2 separate regions of the Mus musculus genome follow, and region 1 is linked to region 2. The links are chromatin contacts, called in public HiChIP or PLAC-seq maps. All regions are on one chromosome and are shown on one strand. The core of a region is the stretch at or near the end of the contact, and the rest is flanking DNA. Distances in the headings are between cores, read along the strand shown.

Region 1 (3,109 bases), core at 605-3,104, 260 kb before region 2:
TTTTTTAGATATAACCTCCTAGGCTAGCCTTGACCTCACAGCCCTCCTGCCTCAGCCCCCCTGAATACTGGGCTCACACTTCCTTGGTACTGAGTCACTTGTTCTCAGAGTGGCCCCTTGGAGTCTGCAAGGCTGGCCTGGAGTCATCTCCTCCTCCTCCTCCTCTTCTTTCCTCTCTCTTTCTCTCTAACTTTCTCGCTCTTTCTTTTTTTGAGACAGGGTTTCTCTGTGTAGCTCTGTCTGTGTTGGAACTCTCTCTGTAGACCAGGTTAGCCTTGAACTCAGAGATCCACCTGCCTCTGGGATGGAAGGTGTGCACCCTGGCTCCAGGATTTTTTCCTTTACAAGTGCAGATTCTATGATTTGTCTGCCACAAATCTTTACCACACTTGAGCTGTGAAGACAGTCTCTGGTGTTGCTTCTGAGACGTTTCATTGTTTCAGGGTTTGCCTTTATCTATCATCCATGTCAAGGTAATTTTGTAGGGAGAGCCAAGTGTGAGTGAACAAACTTGTTTTTCTTATTTACTTTTTACATAGGGAAGACCAGTGTATTGTACTACCAAATTGTATAGGCAACTTCCAAATTGAAAGCCAGTTGCCTATAGGTGAGGAGGTCCTTAGTTTCCTGTGTGCCTCTGCTACCCACACCACGCAGCTCTAAGGTGACCCTTGAATCAAGTGATGGGGCTGGAGAGATGGCTAAGTTAAGAACACTTGTATCAGGCTGTGGTGGCACAGGCCTTTAATCCCAGCACTTGGGAGGCAGAGGCAGGTGGATTTCTGAGTTGGAGGCCAGCCTGGTCTACAGAGTGAGTTCCAGGACAGCCAAGGCTACACAGAGAAACCTTGTCTGAAAAAACCAAAAAAAAAAAAAAAAAAAAAAAAAAAAGAGAGAAGGAAAAGAGTGATCAGTACTCTTAATTACTGAGCTACCTCTCCAGCCCCTATATTTTGTTTATTTTAAAATGTATGCGCTGTTTCTGCTGAGACAAGTTCTCTGTATTATGTAGCTTTGGCTGTCCCTGGAACGCACTGAGAAGACAGCAGTTCTCAACCTGTGGGTCCCGACCCCCCCTTTTTTCACAAAGGTCGAATATCAAATATCTGGCATATCAGATACTTACATTATGACTTATAACAGTAGCAAAATTAAAATTATGATGTAGTAACGAAAATGATTTTTATGGTTAGGGGTCACCACAACACGAAGAACTGTATTAAGGGCTCTTAGCGTTAGGAAGGCTAAGAACCGCTGATGTAGACTAGGCTGATCTCAAATGCACAGAAATTCATCTACTCCTGCTGGGATTGATTAAAGGCGTAAGCCACCACACCTGGCTTTTTTTTTTAATTTTTAAAAAAAGATTATTTATTATATCTAAGTACCCTGTAGTTGTCTTCAGACATACCAGAAGAGGGCGTCAGATCTTATTACGGATGGTTGTGAGCCACCATGTGGTTGCTGGAATTTGAACTCAGGACCTTTGGAAGGGTAGCTGGTGCTCTTAACCACTGAGCCATCTCTTCAGCCCCACACCTGGCTTTTTAATGTTTTTGAGACAGAATTTGCAGCTCGGACCAGCCTTGAACTTCTAGCAATTCTCTTGCCTCAGGCTCTTGAGTGCTGTTCCAGGTTTCCAGGCCTGTCCCCCTGGAGGCCTTCAGGGCCTGGTGTGGTCTCAGGAGGCCACTACTCCCTCTGTTCCTCCACCCCTGTCTGCCCTCTCTCCCTGCCCTGGAGCTCCATTAACAGGAGGTGCCAGGAGCAAGGCCCATCCCCAGGCTGGACCAGCAGAGCTGGAGGGCTCGTTCGCATTGCTAGTCAGAACTTCTCCACAAGGTGGCGGTATGACACAGCCCACTGTTCTCCAGGAGCCCTGTTTTAAGCCACACTTAGACACAAGCCCTGCTCGGTCCTCTTATGTGTCCCAGACTACTGAACCCAGGAACTGAGACATGGGTGTCGCCTCTGTATGGGAGCATGGTGGAGCACTGAAGACCACCTCAGAAACTTTGATGTCACAGGATGAGGAAGACGCCTGTATTAAAAAAAAAAAATTCTTCATGGCTTACATCAGAAAGCCCCTCATGTCTCGTCATTACCGAGTGCGTTTCTTTTGTCTTTCTAGAAGTATCTCTGGGGATTTTAGGGAATAAAACTGGTGTTCGTGAAAGGTGGTTCTGAAATTCTGGGGATTTAGAGGCTGATGGCTAAGGAAGTGTCTTAGTTATTGTTCTAGTCCCGTGACGTGAATCCATGCACATCTCGGCGGGGGCACAGTGGCAGGCGAGCGTGGTGCTGGAGAGGTAGCTGAGAGCTCACACCAGGTCTCTAAGTTATAGGCAGAGAGAGAGGAGAGAGACAGAGAGACAGAGAGACAGACACAGACAGACAGACTTGGCCTGTCATGTTCTTTTGAAACCTCAAAGCCACATCTCCAGCGACACCTCCTCCTCCAACAAGTCCATACCCCCCTAATCCTTCCTAAACGGTCCATCAACTGGGGACCAACCGTTCAAACATATGAGCCTACGGGACCATTCTCATTCAAGCCACCACACAGCAATTACTTCACACCATACAATCTCTCTTTAGAAATAGATGCCTGTATGTTTTTAATGTACATGGGTGTTCTGTTGGTATGTGTATCAGCGCACTGGAAGAAGGTATGGGATCCATGGGACTGCAGTTATAGGAAGCTGTGAGCAGCCTTGGAGGTGCTGAGCATCGAACTTCAGACCTCTGGAAGAGCAGCCAGTGCTCCTAACCACTGAGCAATCTCCCTAGGACCTTACATCATATCATCTCAAACTTGAATAGACTAACTTAAACACAGGTGGTGGTGTACTGGCTGGTTTTGTGTGTCAACTTGACACAGGTTGGAGTTATCACAGAGAAAGGAGCTTCAGTTGAGGAAATGCCTCCATGAGATCCAGCTGTAAGGCATTTTCTCAATTAGTGATCAAGGGGGAAAGGTCCCTTGTGGGTGGTGCCAGCTCTGGGCTGGCAGTCTTGGGTTCTATAAGAAAGCAGGCTGAGCAAGCCAGGGGAAGCAAGCCAGTAAGTAACATCCCTCCATGGCCTCTGCATCAGCTCCTGCTTTCTG
Region 2 (3,179 bases), core at 666-3,165:
GCTGCTTTTCATCTGTGTGACTGTCCCCACACTCCCAACATTTTCTCTATGAGGACAGTAGCCAGTCACATTGAACTTCCCCAGATTTTTTTTTTTTTTTTTTGGTTTTTTGAGACAGGGTTTCTCTATAGCCCTGGCTGTCCTGGAACTCACTTTGTAGACCAGGCTGGCCTCAAACTCAGAAATCCACCTGCCTCTGCCTCCTGAGTGCTGGGATTAAAGGCGTGCGCCACCACGCCCGGCTACTTCCCCAGATTTTAAGCCATTCGTAATTGAGTCTTTCTTTGTAGCACTTGGAAGTGGGCAGGGTGAGTTAGTTCCTCTGGCATGGAAACTGAGGTGGAGAACCATGGGAGGTCACTCAGGATGACCTAGCTGCTGAGAGTGGGCTTCAGAGTCCATGCTCTGACCATGCTTTCTAGAGCTAAGTAGTACTCCTCTGCTTCAGTCATCCCCCCAACCCCAAATCTGCCTTCACAGTCTTCCATTTCAGCATGGGTCTGCCCTTCAGGCTTTTCTTGTTCACCATTAGGTGTTCCCTTAACAAATGTGGTCGCATACCTGTAAAAACTAGCTGGAGAAACACGCGAGCCTTGGTTTGTGTGCAGAGTAAATAGTTCCTACAGGGTGGAGGGTGGGTTCGAGCCTGGAGCTCCCTGGAAGAGGTGGTAGATAGCCCCAGACTCCTACTAGGGGACGAACCAGGGTCCTTGCGTCCCCAGCTTTATCTGCTGGTTGGGGTTGTCACCAACAGCAGGGAGCTGTGGCTCTGGGCCTATGAGCAAGTGTTTACATTAAAACCTTTTTTTTTTTTTCTCCAAGACAGGGTTTTTCTGTGTAGTTCTGGCTGTCCTCACTTTGTAGAGCAGGCTGGCCTCGAACTCAGAAATCCGCCTGCCTCTGCTTCCCAAGTGCTGAGATTAAAGGCGTGCGCTACCACGCTCGGCAACGTTAAAACCTTTTAATTGTGGGAAATGAGTCTAAAATTCCTCTTGTGAGACTGTCCCCCACAGAAGCAGCTGTACTGCTTTAGAACACCTAGCATGGGCGGTGGAGAGCCTGTGTTTTAGTCTTTACAAAGCAGCCCTGGCTATCCTGTCAGTTTTCACTTGGATATGCTGTGAACAGCCTGTTTCCCAGTAGGGAGTTCCCTTCATCCGAAATTTCACTTCATATGGTCAACTGAAGCCTGAAGAGACTAGATGGAAAATTATTGAAAACGCCAAGCATGGCTCTGAGTGGTGCACAGCTGAGCCCCCTTGAAGGAGGTAGCGCCTCTCTGGTAGATCTCATCTAGCCACTGTATCCACCACGTGGGAGCTGCAGGCCCGCTTGCTTGCTGGCTTCCACGTGCTGGGTGTTCCCGGGTGGTCGCTGGGGCGGGGATGTTCTCTGGGCTCATTGCTTTCTGACTTGTCTTACAGCCCGGCCGCCCCGCCTCGCTCTCCACCATGAACGAGCCCACCGTGCAGCCGTCCCGCACATCCTCCGCACCCGCCTCGCCGGCATCCCCACGCGGCTGGAGCGACTTCTGCGAGCAGCACGCAGCAGCGGCGGCCCGGGAGCTGGCCCGCCAGTACTGGTTGTTTGCGCGCGCGCACCCACAGCCGCCGCGCGCGGACCTGGTGTCGCTGCAGTTCGCGGAGCTCTTCCAGCGCCACTTCTGCCGGGAGGTGCGCGAGAGCCTCGCAGGACCGCCGGGTCACGACTACCGCGCCACTGCTCCGCCCCGCCCCGCGCTGCCCAAGGCACGCAGCTCCGAGGACCTGGGCCCGCGGCCCGCCTGTGCCCTGCAGCACCTGCGCCGCGGCCTGCGCCAGCTCTTCCGCCGCCGCTCGGCAGGGGAGCTGCCCGGGGCTACCAGTGACACCAATGACATCGACACCACCGCAGCCAGCAGGCCGGGCCCGGCCCGCAAGTTGCTACCCTGGGGCCTGCGAGAGCCGCCCACTGAGGCGCTCAAGGAGGTCGTATTGCGCTATAGCCTGGCGGACGAGGCAGCAATGGACAGCGGCGCACGCTGGCAGCGGGGTCGCCTGGTGCTTCGGTCTCCAGGTCCGGGCCACAGCCACTTTCTGCAGCTCTTCGATCCGCCCAAGGTGAGCACCTGGAGAGTGTGGTGCTACAGCGTGCCCACAGCTTCAATAGGTACCCTGTGGGCCCGACTCTGCCAGGACAGTGAGTCTGCGACCCCGGAGAGTTGAAGGACTGTTTGTGCTGTTGATGGGTTGGAGCATATTGGTTCAAAGTCTTTGAAAGTCCAGATATACCTAACGTGGACATTGGAGCTTTCAGGAAGTCCATGAAGGCTGAGTGGCATACCTGGTATGCCGACTCTGCAGTTTCTTTTCTTTTGCTTCTTGCTGGCAAATGAGGCCTAGGGTCTCAGTGCTTCAGCTTGCAGCTGGCATCCATCCCTCCTGTGTGGATGTGTGAAGCCTGGCTGCCTGCTGTCATTTCATCTTTTCTCTGTGGTCCCATTTTGTGTAACAGCTTGGCTGTAGAGTAACAGTGATGTGAGCCCAACCCCGAGGCACTACTAGTAATATTCAGGCATATGCTTTGCAATGATCACAGGCCAGATAACTACCTACTGTGTGCTAAGCACACATTACGGGCTGGGAGCTGTGGAAGGAGTAAGCCCCAGGAACATGCAGCTGGCACTGTTGCAGCAGAAAGGCAGTTGGGTGTGCTAGGGTGGCAAAGGTCTTATAAGACATCTTCCTTGCCAGTTACTGCTAAATGGGGGTGCTCTGAGTTTCAGTGTGTACCTTCAAGTGACCCAGAAGCACACACATTTCCCCACTCTCTGCCTTTTCTCTCCAGGTTGGATATATGGTTTTGTTTTTGAGATAGCATGTTGCCTAGCCTGCTCTTGAACTAGCTATGTAGAGGCTGACCTGAGGTTTGAACATGTCTACCTCCTGGCTACTGGGATTATAAGCATGTCCCACCAGGCCAACTTTTGTGGTGCTAGGTATTGAACCTGGGGCATTGTGCATGGTTAGCAGGACTCTAGTCACCAGCTTACATCCTCAGTCCCTATGTGTTTACTTTTAATTGTGTTTATGTTATGTATGCATATATGTGAGCATGTGTAAGTGCAGCTCAGAGGCCAAAGGGATCCATCCAGTACCCTGATATAGGTGGAGTTATAGGTGGTATGGGTGATGGGAATG

The links. HiChIP or PLAC-seq counts read pairs in DNA pulled down with a chosen protein or histone mark.
Region 1: a contact with region 2 is called in an H3K4me3 HiChIP or PLAC-seq map of forebrain, with 4 times the contacts expected there. The contact joins two enhancer-like sites. A contact is called at or near these places in 5 of 39 promoter capture datasets (embryonic stem cells, frontonasal cranial neural crest, maxillary cranial neural crest and 1 more), 1 of 15 datasets of contacts at CTCF or cohesin (embryonic stem cells), 6 of 484 Hi-C or Micro-C datasets (the Ba/F3 cell line, cardiomyocytes, cortical neurons and 3 more), 16 of 115 datasets of contacts at active chromatin or transcription factors (T-cell acute lymphoblastic leukemia, acute myeloid leukemia, craniofacial prominence and 11 more) and 6 of 9 other capture datasets (adipose tissue, embryonic stem cells, embryonic tail and 3 more).

Annotation. Positions count from the first base shown.
Region 1 is chr5:122,087,831-122,090,939 of GRCm38.p6, reverse strand. No RefSeq gene overlaps it. Among named protein-coding and RNA genes, the nearest start is that of Myl2, 12 kb to the left of the region's middle. Within about 2 kb of position 1,854, at least 3 of the 459 cell types and tissues checked have an H3K27ac peak or open chromatin away from gene starts, as enhancers often do.
Region 2 is chr5:121,827,322-121,830,500 of GRCm38.p6, reverse strand. It overlaps Sh2b3 (SH2B adaptor protein 3), which reads left to right. Exons shown (of 8, transcript NM_008507.4): 2 at 1,425-2,099. The coding sequence starts at 1,452. Among named protein-coding and RNA genes, the nearest start is that of Sh2b3, 7.9 kb to the left of the region's middle. Within about 2 kb of position 1,915, at least 73 of the 459 cell types and tissues checked have an H3K27ac peak or open chromatin away from gene starts, as enhancers often do.